Linked DNA regions of Mus musculus: region 1 is linked to region 2. The links are chromatin contacts, called in public Hi-C maps. All regions are on one chromosome and are shown on one strand. Each heading gives the region's core, a stretch centred on a gene start, on an enhancer-like site or on the middle of the called end of the contact. The rest is flanking DNA. Distances are from core to core; before and after follow the strand shown. Region 1 has its middle 25 kb from the start of Klrb1. Region 2 overlaps Gm10069 (predicted gene 10069).

What was found. A called contact is a pair of places that touch in the nucleus more often than the background predicts.
Region 1: a Hi-C map of embryonic stem cells shows a contact between it and region 2, with 4 times the contacts expected there. The contact joins two enhancer-like sites. A contact is called at or near these places in 6 of 484 Hi-C or Micro-C datasets (cortical neurons and embryonic stem cells) and 1 of 115 datasets of contacts at active chromatin or transcription factors (embryonic stem cells).

Annotation. Positions count from the first base shown.
Region 1 is chr6:128,746,161-128,750,445 of GRCm38.p6, forward strand. No RefSeq gene overlaps it. Among named protein-coding and RNA genes, the nearest start is that of Klrb1, 25 kb to the left of the region's middle. Within about 2 kb of position 1,376, at least 7 of the 459 cell types and tissues checked have an H3K27ac peak or open chromatin away from gene starts, as enhancers often do. A contact at or near this core is called in embryonic stem cells, where this site is marked.
Region 2 is chr6:128,477,233-128,481,649 of GRCm38.p6, forward strand. All of the region lies in intron 2 of Gm10069 (predicted gene 10069), which reads left to right. Among named protein-coding and RNA genes, the nearest start is that of Gm10069, 41 kb to the left of the region's middle. Within about 2 kb of position 2,784, at least 73 of the 459 cell types and tissues checked have an H3K27ac peak or open chromatin away from gene starts, as enhancers often do. A contact at or near this core is called in embryonic stem cells, where this site is marked.

The DNA.
Region 1 (4,285 bases), core at 126-2,625, 270 kb after region 2:
ACTTTAGTCATTCTAAATGTATCACTTATTTAAGTTATTTATGAAAGAAACCAGTTATAAAGTCAATATTTTATGTGTCATTTTTTTTTAACCTGGAATAAGCTCTTATTTTGAGTGTTACACAGGAAACACTTTTGAAGGGGAATACAACCTGCTCAGGGCCATCAGTAACATGATTGTTGATGGTATGATATAGATACAGGTGGTTAGGAATTTGGGTGAGGGTTGAGGGGTTTCATACAAGACCAGAAATGACATGAGGATGGAATCATCAAAGTTCATTCCAACATGAGTGGCAATTCACAAAAGCTAGAACTTTGGAACATACTGAAACAGGTATGTTGAGTAACCCTGGGTAAAAGAGTGCCTATCTTAGTTACTTTTCTTTTGCTGTGAAGAGACACCATGACCAAGGCAACTTATAGAAGAGTTTATTGCAAGCTTGCTTTAAAATTCAGATGATTGAGTCCATCAATGACCATCATGGTGAGGAGCGTGGCAGCAGGCAGGGAAGTATGATGTTGGAGCAGTAGCTGAGAGCTTAAGAGTTAAGACAACCATGAGGCAAAAACAGAGCTGACTAGGGATTGTGTGGGCTTTTGGAAACCCAACTCCAGTGACACAACTCCTCCAACCAGGCCACACCTATTAATTCTCCGCAAACAACTTCACCCATAGTGGACTAAGCATTGAAATATATGAGTCAACTGCCACACACACTGGGAAATGTCACAGACACTCCAGGGAAGTCTGCTTGGCAGGCTGAGAAGCCTGGAAGCACTCACGAGGCAAAGAGTTTCACGGAAACTCACCTCCTGGAGCTTTGGCGATCTCATTAACCCGTATATTCATACCCTATCCCCGAGTTAGTCTGGTTTATGGATCCACGTGATCTCTTTTAGCATTATCTTATTATAAGTGTCTTTTAAGATTGAATTCTGACATACGTAAGCTCCCACCAGTGTTCCAAGGTCCCAGAAACCGGAAGAGCTTGGAATCCGGCAGGAATGCAGTAAGGAAGTTACCTATTCAGTAACTAATTAAGCATTACAAAAGACGGGGCCAACAGCTCAGAGCTGGTCTGCAAAGTATTTACTAAGGACAGTAGCAAATCTCACCCAAACAAGGGAATACCATAATATAGCTAGGGAATCCCACTGAGACAGAGATCTTCTCTACAGCCAGGTATAGCAAGCTTCATATTAGAAGCAAGTTGGTGAATTCTTCTGTAGACCCAGGATAGGGGGTTTGGGGTATTGCAGTATTCATGAAAAGGTCTGCTAGTGCAGAACCCCTGGTGGTGGGCTTAACAATAGACTAGCTTTACACCTGGATCCCTTCATAGTGGCAGTGGCCTGGTCCCCTCCTTCTTGTGATGTATACGTTCCTTTTGTATTGCATCACTGTAACTTGGTGGATTGTATCTGCCTTATTTCTTATTATTCTTTGATATAAAAAGTTTGGTGCTCAACCTGACAAAATACATTCAGATTCTACACAATCTCGCATGTTGGTCTGTCTGTCACCCACCGACTCCTTGACCATCTGCACCCAGAGAACTGTCCACACAGACAAAGGGACCCAGAGGGTCTGCGGCAGTCAACGAGAGCCATTCTCATTAAAATCATCACTGTGTCCTTTCTTGGGGTCTCAGTTGGTCTGTGATCTTCTAGGCAGTACTGCTGGTTTCTGCTTCTTCCAGGCATTTTAGCTTGTCTGAGAGTGACTCTCAGTGGTCCTTACTCCATATGCATTATTGTGGAGGAAGGGGACTACTAAATCTGCTCAGTATCATGACTTTTTAAAGTTATTTTGAGTTAAATCCTTTTTAAATTATTAATTAATTAATTAATTAATATCACAAATACTGCCCCATACCCACTCCCCTCTCTTTCCCTTCCTCTCCCTCCCATGACTATTTTGTTCCCCCTTCTAAGTGGGATTCAAGCATCCTCACTTGGACCTTCCTTCTTATTTAACTTCTTTGGGTCTGTGGGGTGCCTCATGGGTAGTCTGTACTTTGTGGCTAATATCCACTTATCATTGAACACATACCATGCATACCCTTTTAGATCTGGGTTCCTTCACATAGGATAATATTTTCTTGTTCCATCCATTTGCCTGCATCATTCATAATGTTCTTGTTTTTAACAGCTGAATATTATTCCATTGTGTAAATGAACCACATTTTTTGTATCCATTCTTTGTTTGAGGGACATCTATGTTGCTTACAGTTTCTGATTATTACAAATAAAGCTGCTATGAACATAGTGAAGCATGTGCCCTGGCGCCATGGTGGAGCATCTTTTGGGTACGTGCCCAGCTGGGTCTTCAGGTGAATCTATTTCCAATTTTCTGAAAAACTGCCAGATTGGTTTCCAGAGTGGCTATACCAGTTTGCACTCTCACCAGCAATGGAAGAGTGCTCTACATTCTCACCGGCATGTGCTGTCACATTAGTTTTTGATCTTAGCCATTCTGATTGGTGTAAGTGGACTCTCAGGGTTGTTTTGATTTGCAATTCTCTGATGACTAAAAACTTTGAACATTTCTTTCTTTCTTTCTTTCTTTCTTTCTTTCTTTCTTCCTTTCTCTCTCTCTCTCTCTCTCTCTTTCTTTCTTTCTTCCTTCCTTCCTTCCTTACTCTTTCTCTCTCTCTTCCTTTCTTTCTTTCTTTCTTTCTTTCTTTCTTTCTTTCTTTCTTTCTTTCTTTCTTTCTTTCTTTCTTCCTTTCTTCCTTCCTTCCTTCCTTCCTTTCTTTCTTTCTTTCTTTCTTTCTTTCTTTCTTTCTTTCTTTCTCTCTCTCTCTCTCTCTTTCTTCCTTCCTTCCTTCCTTCCTTCCTTCCTTACTCTCTCTCTCTCTTCCTTTCTTTCTTCCTTTCTTCCTTCCTTCCTTCCTTTCTTTCTTTCTTTCTTTCTTTCTTTCTTTCTTTCTTTCTTTCTTTCTTTCTTTCTTTCTTTCTGAGACAGGGTTTATCCTTTGTAGCCCTGGCTGTCCTAGAACTCGCTCTGTAGAGCAGGCTGGCCTCAAACTCAGAAATCTGCCTGCCTCTGCCTCCCAGTGCTGGGATTAAAGGCATGCACCACCACTGCCCTGCAGAACATTTCTTTAAGCACTTCTCAGCCATTCAAGGTTCCTCTGTTGTGAATTCTCTGTTTTCCATTTTTTAATTGGGTTATTTGGTTTTCTGGAGTCTAACTTCTTGAATTATATATATATATTAGATATTAGCCCTCTGTTGAATGAAGGGTAGGTAAAGATAATTTCCCAATCTGTAGGTTGCCATTTTGTCTTATTGATATTGTCCTTTATCTTATAGAAGCTTTTTAGTTTCATGAGGTCCCATTTATCAATTGCTGATCATAGAGCCTGGGCCATTGGAGTTCTGTTCAGGAAACTGTCTCCTGTGACAATGAGTTCAAGGCTATTTCCCACTTCCTCTTCTATTAGATTCAGTGTATCTGGTTTTATGTTGAGGTCCTTGATATATGTGAACTTGAGCATTGTGCAGGGTAATAGATATGGATCTATTTGGATTCTTCTACATGCACATATCCAGTTAGACCCAAACCATCTTTTGATGATAGTTTCATTTTTCCATTATATGATTTGGCCTTCTTTGTCAAAAATCAAGTGTCTATAGTTATGTGGGTTTATTTCTGGGACATTGATTCTATTCCTTTGATCAACCTGTCTGTTTCGCTATGAATTCCATGTAGTTTTTTATCACTATAGACCTTCCCGTTGTCTTTGTGCACAGGAAATACCAACCACAAAGGTCTCCAAAGAAGCAGGCTCTTGTAATTATGGTCAGTAGACACTTTAACCACTGGAGTACTAATAGGCCTATTAGCATCTGTCTGGAGTCTATGAACATCAATTTTGTTTATTTCTGTAACAAATAGGTCTATAATTCTGTTATCAAAAACAAAGATCACAGATCGGGAAAAGAACGAGACACAGCCCTGGAATTCACTCTTCTTCAAATCCCTCTGTTAAGGCTTAGGAAAAATATTAAGGCCTAGATGGAATGTGAAGACCTAGGTAAAATATTAAGGCCTAGGTAACTGTTCCTAGCCAGCCTGCCATTATAAGGAAACTTTCTCATATGTTCCTGCTGTTACTAGGAAACTTTCTTTTTTCTTTCTTTCTTTCTTTCTTTCTTTCTTTCTTTCTTTCTTTCTTTTTTTTTTTTTTTTTGCTTTACATGTCATTTTTATTCTTTTTTTTTAAAATTAGGTATTTTCCTCATTTACATTTCCAATGCTATCCCAAAAGTCCCCC
Region 2 (4,417 bases), core at 1,534-4,033:
CTACAGCAAGTCTCACATGAAAATATTTACAGCCCCCCTCTCTCTGTTGAGAATAGTCTTCTCTTATACAGTACATCCTGAACACCCCCCCCCCCACCCCACTCCTCCCAGCTCCCTTTGCCCAGATCCCTCCCGGCCTCTTTCCCTAAGTCAGAGCTTGTTTTCTTTTCACTGGATACAGATTTAAAGATGTATCTATTTCATTTATAATGAGTACACTGTAACTGTCCTCACACACCAGAAGAGTGCACGGGATCCCACTACAGATGGGTGTGAGCCACCATGTGGTTGCTGGGAATTGAACTCAGGACCTCTGGAAGAGCAGTGCTCTTAACCTGCTGAGCCACCTCACCATCGTTAAGAGCTTGTTTTCAGTAACTTCTGGGGAATAACAATGACGTTGAGCTTTGGCAAACTCCTTACAGAGGACTGCAGGAAACTAGTTTTTCTGGTCCTCTGCCTGTTGGTGTAGGTCACTCAAGACTCCAACTGCTAATCCCGACTAATCTGATTTCCTGGTGTGAACTCAAAAGCTTCTTTGTTTCTGATAGAGATTAACTTTACAGACAATGTTGAAAACCCTACTAAAAAACGACCTTTACTCTTTTTTTGCCTTCCCATGAACTCCTCTAACCCATCTCAGAAGCAGCCTGCCTCCTTGTTTTGAACAAATCAGAAAAAGTCCAACAGAGTAACAAATGTATCTTTTTGGAAGCTGAGTAAAGTCTTGGGTGTTGCTTCCTGCTGCTTCCGTTGATGTGCCGGTTTAGTTGGTAACTCCTGTAATTATCCTTGTTCATTTATTCCAGAATTCAACAAATCCAACTCCAAATGGTTTCACAAGTTGACAATGTCCCCCTGTGTCCTCCTGGTACGGGAATTCAAATACCATGGTGTCTCTGACCCAAGGACTGTCTCCTGACTACCCACTACCAAACAAGGAGACCTTCTAACCCAATGACGCCCTAATTCAGCCGGAAGCCGACTGCTTCCTGACTTGAGACCCCAAGTCTTCCAGTTTACCAGGCCATAAGCAGAGAAGATTACAAAGAGAGCAAGGACACACGGAGGTTCCCCCACCCCGCTACACAGGGATGAGTGGCAGGATCTGCCTGACTACTGTCCCGGAAATGGCTCACACATTAACTAGGCCTCACCCCCTTACCCAGACAGATCGACGACCCCTGTCATTTAACCCAAGTATGACCTATTCCCCTACCTTGGCCATGCAGCATAGGCCACATATTAACTAAGCCTACTTTTCTTCCCTTCTGTCTGAAACCTTAAACAGCAGACACCCTGCTCTGCTTGCTTTGAGGTACCTCAGAGACCCCGCTGTGCCACCTGAGGCCCTGTTGCTGCTGTTAAAACACTGGTTGAACCTCTTTTCCTTTCCCACCCTAAAGCTAAACAGTAGTGTTTTGAGGAAGTGATGCTAACTCAATTTGGAGGAATCGTGTTTAGAACAAAGAATACAAAAACAAACAGACAAATAAAAACCGTAAAAACAAAGTCAGATACAAAACTGTGTAATTGGCCAATGGGTGGTGGACAGTTGAGGGGCCTAGGCCATCGGACTCACTGGCCTCAGGTGACTCCACTTGAGGCTTCAGGGTGACAGGAAATTCCCAGGGTCTTCACCCAGCTGAAGCAGAGGGTGGCTGAGTAGTGATTTCTGGGGTGGGGAAGGGGGAAGTCTTTCTTCAAGTCATGTCTGAGAATCTCTCCTTGACTTTGGGTCGCCACTGTCCTGTCTCAGGTGAGAGGCAGAGTCTTCAGTGACTGTCCCTTCCTTTGCACACCATCAGTGTACCAAGCCCCCTGCCCCCCCCCACCCCCCCCAGCCCATGCATGTAACTGAAGCAGCCACATACTAACGTGATTCTCACCCATTTTTGCCCGGAGTGTAGGTTAGAGGGTTTAAAGCAGGGCAGAGGAGGGACTGGGTACTGAAAAAGACGTCTTGTTTAATGCTACAGAGCTCGTTCACTGGAGGTTTTATTTGAAGCTGTAGCCTGCATCCATGGTACCTCAGCACAGACAATACTTCACCGGGTCCTGAGGACTTGGGTTACTGCTTTTTAATTCTAGCAAAGACATTTTAAACAAACGCATGAATACAGAGAGAAGATCCCGGGGAATGCCCCAGCACCCTACGTACCGCTACAGCTATCAAATTGAAACCTCCCTCTTCATCCTTAAGCGTCATTCACACTTTTTTTTTTTTTGTTTGTTTGTTTTTGTTTTTCGAGACAGGGTTTCTCTGTATAGCCCTGGCTGTCCTGGAACTCACTTTGTAGACCAGGCAGTCCTCGAACTCAGAAATCCTCCTGCCTCTGCCTCCCCCTCTTCCTCCCTCCCTCTCTCCCACTGTGCTGGGATTAAAGGCGTGTGCCACCACGCCCGGCTTTCATTCACATTTTTTGCAACGAATTCCAGAGAGTAGGTCTTCCTCCTGCCCCTGACCCCCCTCTTCCTCCCTCCCTCTCTCCCACTACCAGCTTCCTTAAGGAGAAAGTGAGATAATCTAGACATTCGGTGAAATGAAGATCAGCTCCGGGCTGAGAAGTCAGGGAAGGAGGAAGGAACTGGTCTATTATAAATTTGTCAGGGCTCTGTGTTTCCGATATGAATTGAATCTCCTGCAAAGACTCTGTGCTGAGGACAGCCGTCTCCCTCTAGCTCCCCCTTGCGGCTGATTTCCTCTAGGTCGAGGGGGAGGGAGTCAGGGATAGGAAAACAGAATGGCTCTTGCCCCCCCTGCTGGCTGCCCGCGTGGATGACAGGAAAGGCCCACAGCAGGGGTGCACCTGGGAGGACGTTTCTTGGTTTGCGGTTCCTTCAGGAACCACCCCTCCCCAGCCCCTCCCCCCCAGCAGACAGGCAAACGATGGGACACGGTGTGAGGAAGGGTCTCCTCAAAGTTTTAGCCCCCGTCTTATCTACAGGTCTGCAGGGCTCCAGGGATGGCAAGGCTTACAGCGGGCCACAGCGGGCCGCAGCGGGCCAATGCCCACGAGGGCTAGCACTGCACGGTGCCAGGAGGAGCAGACTCCTGCTGTGTGTTTCTGGCATCCTGCATGACAGACACCAGTGAACCCATCATCCCTTTAAATGGAAACTCAATGGCAGAGGCTAGTTGTCCTAGCAACTGCAGGACAGAAGAGCCTTTGTCGGGGCTGGAGAGATGGCTCAGCAGTTAAGGGCACTGACTGCTCTTTCAAAGGTCCTGAGTTCAATTCCCAGCAACCACATGGTGGCTCACAACCATCTGTAATGAGATCCGATGCCCTCTTCTACAGTGTACTCATATAAATAAAATGAATCTTTAAAAAAAAAAAAGAGCAAAAAAGAAGAGCCTTTGTCACTGGCTGTGGCAACACATGCTGGTGACCATGTCCTCTTCTTCCCCCCCACCTCCCACTCTCCTTTAGACATGCAGGCCCCTAGTAGCTGTTGAACTATTGGGTTTGTCTTTATTAGAGAGACTGTCTCTGATTTATCAGACTTCACAGCAGAGAAGAGAGATCTGCGGAAGGAGGCAGCTGTGTAAATAGAGCCTGGATGAGACTGGCCTGGATCACCCTAGGCACTGTGGTCTCCCAAGTGGGATCTCAAAGATGGCATAGTCAAATATGGCACCATGGTGGGGACGTACTCCCAGCCTTGTCGCAGAGCTGTCTGGGATTTGAAGGCAATAATTATCTTTATTTTCAGTACTTGCCTTCTTTATGTTGGCTCAGACAAGTACTGTAGGGCATTTGAACAGGTTTCCTCTGTGGTCCGCTCTCTGTAGGGGACTCCACTGAGTCAGCTTGTTTTCAGACACTGAACAGCACGGAAAAGTTGACATGTCAGTTTGTGAACACAGAGGATCTGGAATGAACTTTGCCGTGCCACACTCTGTACCCTCAGTTCGAGATGGGAGGTGACAGCTGATAACTGTTACGAAAAGGCATTCTTGAGGCCAGCATGTGCCTGGGACTCAGCTTGGCTTCTGAAGACCATGAAGTGTGGCAAGCCTGACACCGACATCCGAATCTCTTCCCAGACCACAATGGGATTCATTTCTTCCTAGCTCTCAGGTGTCCATGATTTGAAGGCAGTACTGCCCGTTACCCACTCCAAGATTCTCGGATACAGTACACAGCCTCTCTCCTGGTTTCTGTATGCACTGCTCCTCCTTCAGGCTCCTCCAAGGCCACAGGGAGTGGAGAAAGGAGGGGTCTTAGGGTGTACCCTTCTCTGTCAGTTGTCATCTGAGTATCCCACTCTTCTGCTAACAGGGTCCTCATGATGGCAAAGCACGCCCAGGCTAAAGCAGGACCCACTTTCCACCTGAGGTCTGGCTATAGTTCCTCAGCTTCCAGTCACTGTGTGGGGCCCTAGAGCACCACCCAGATTCTCTTAGAAAAAC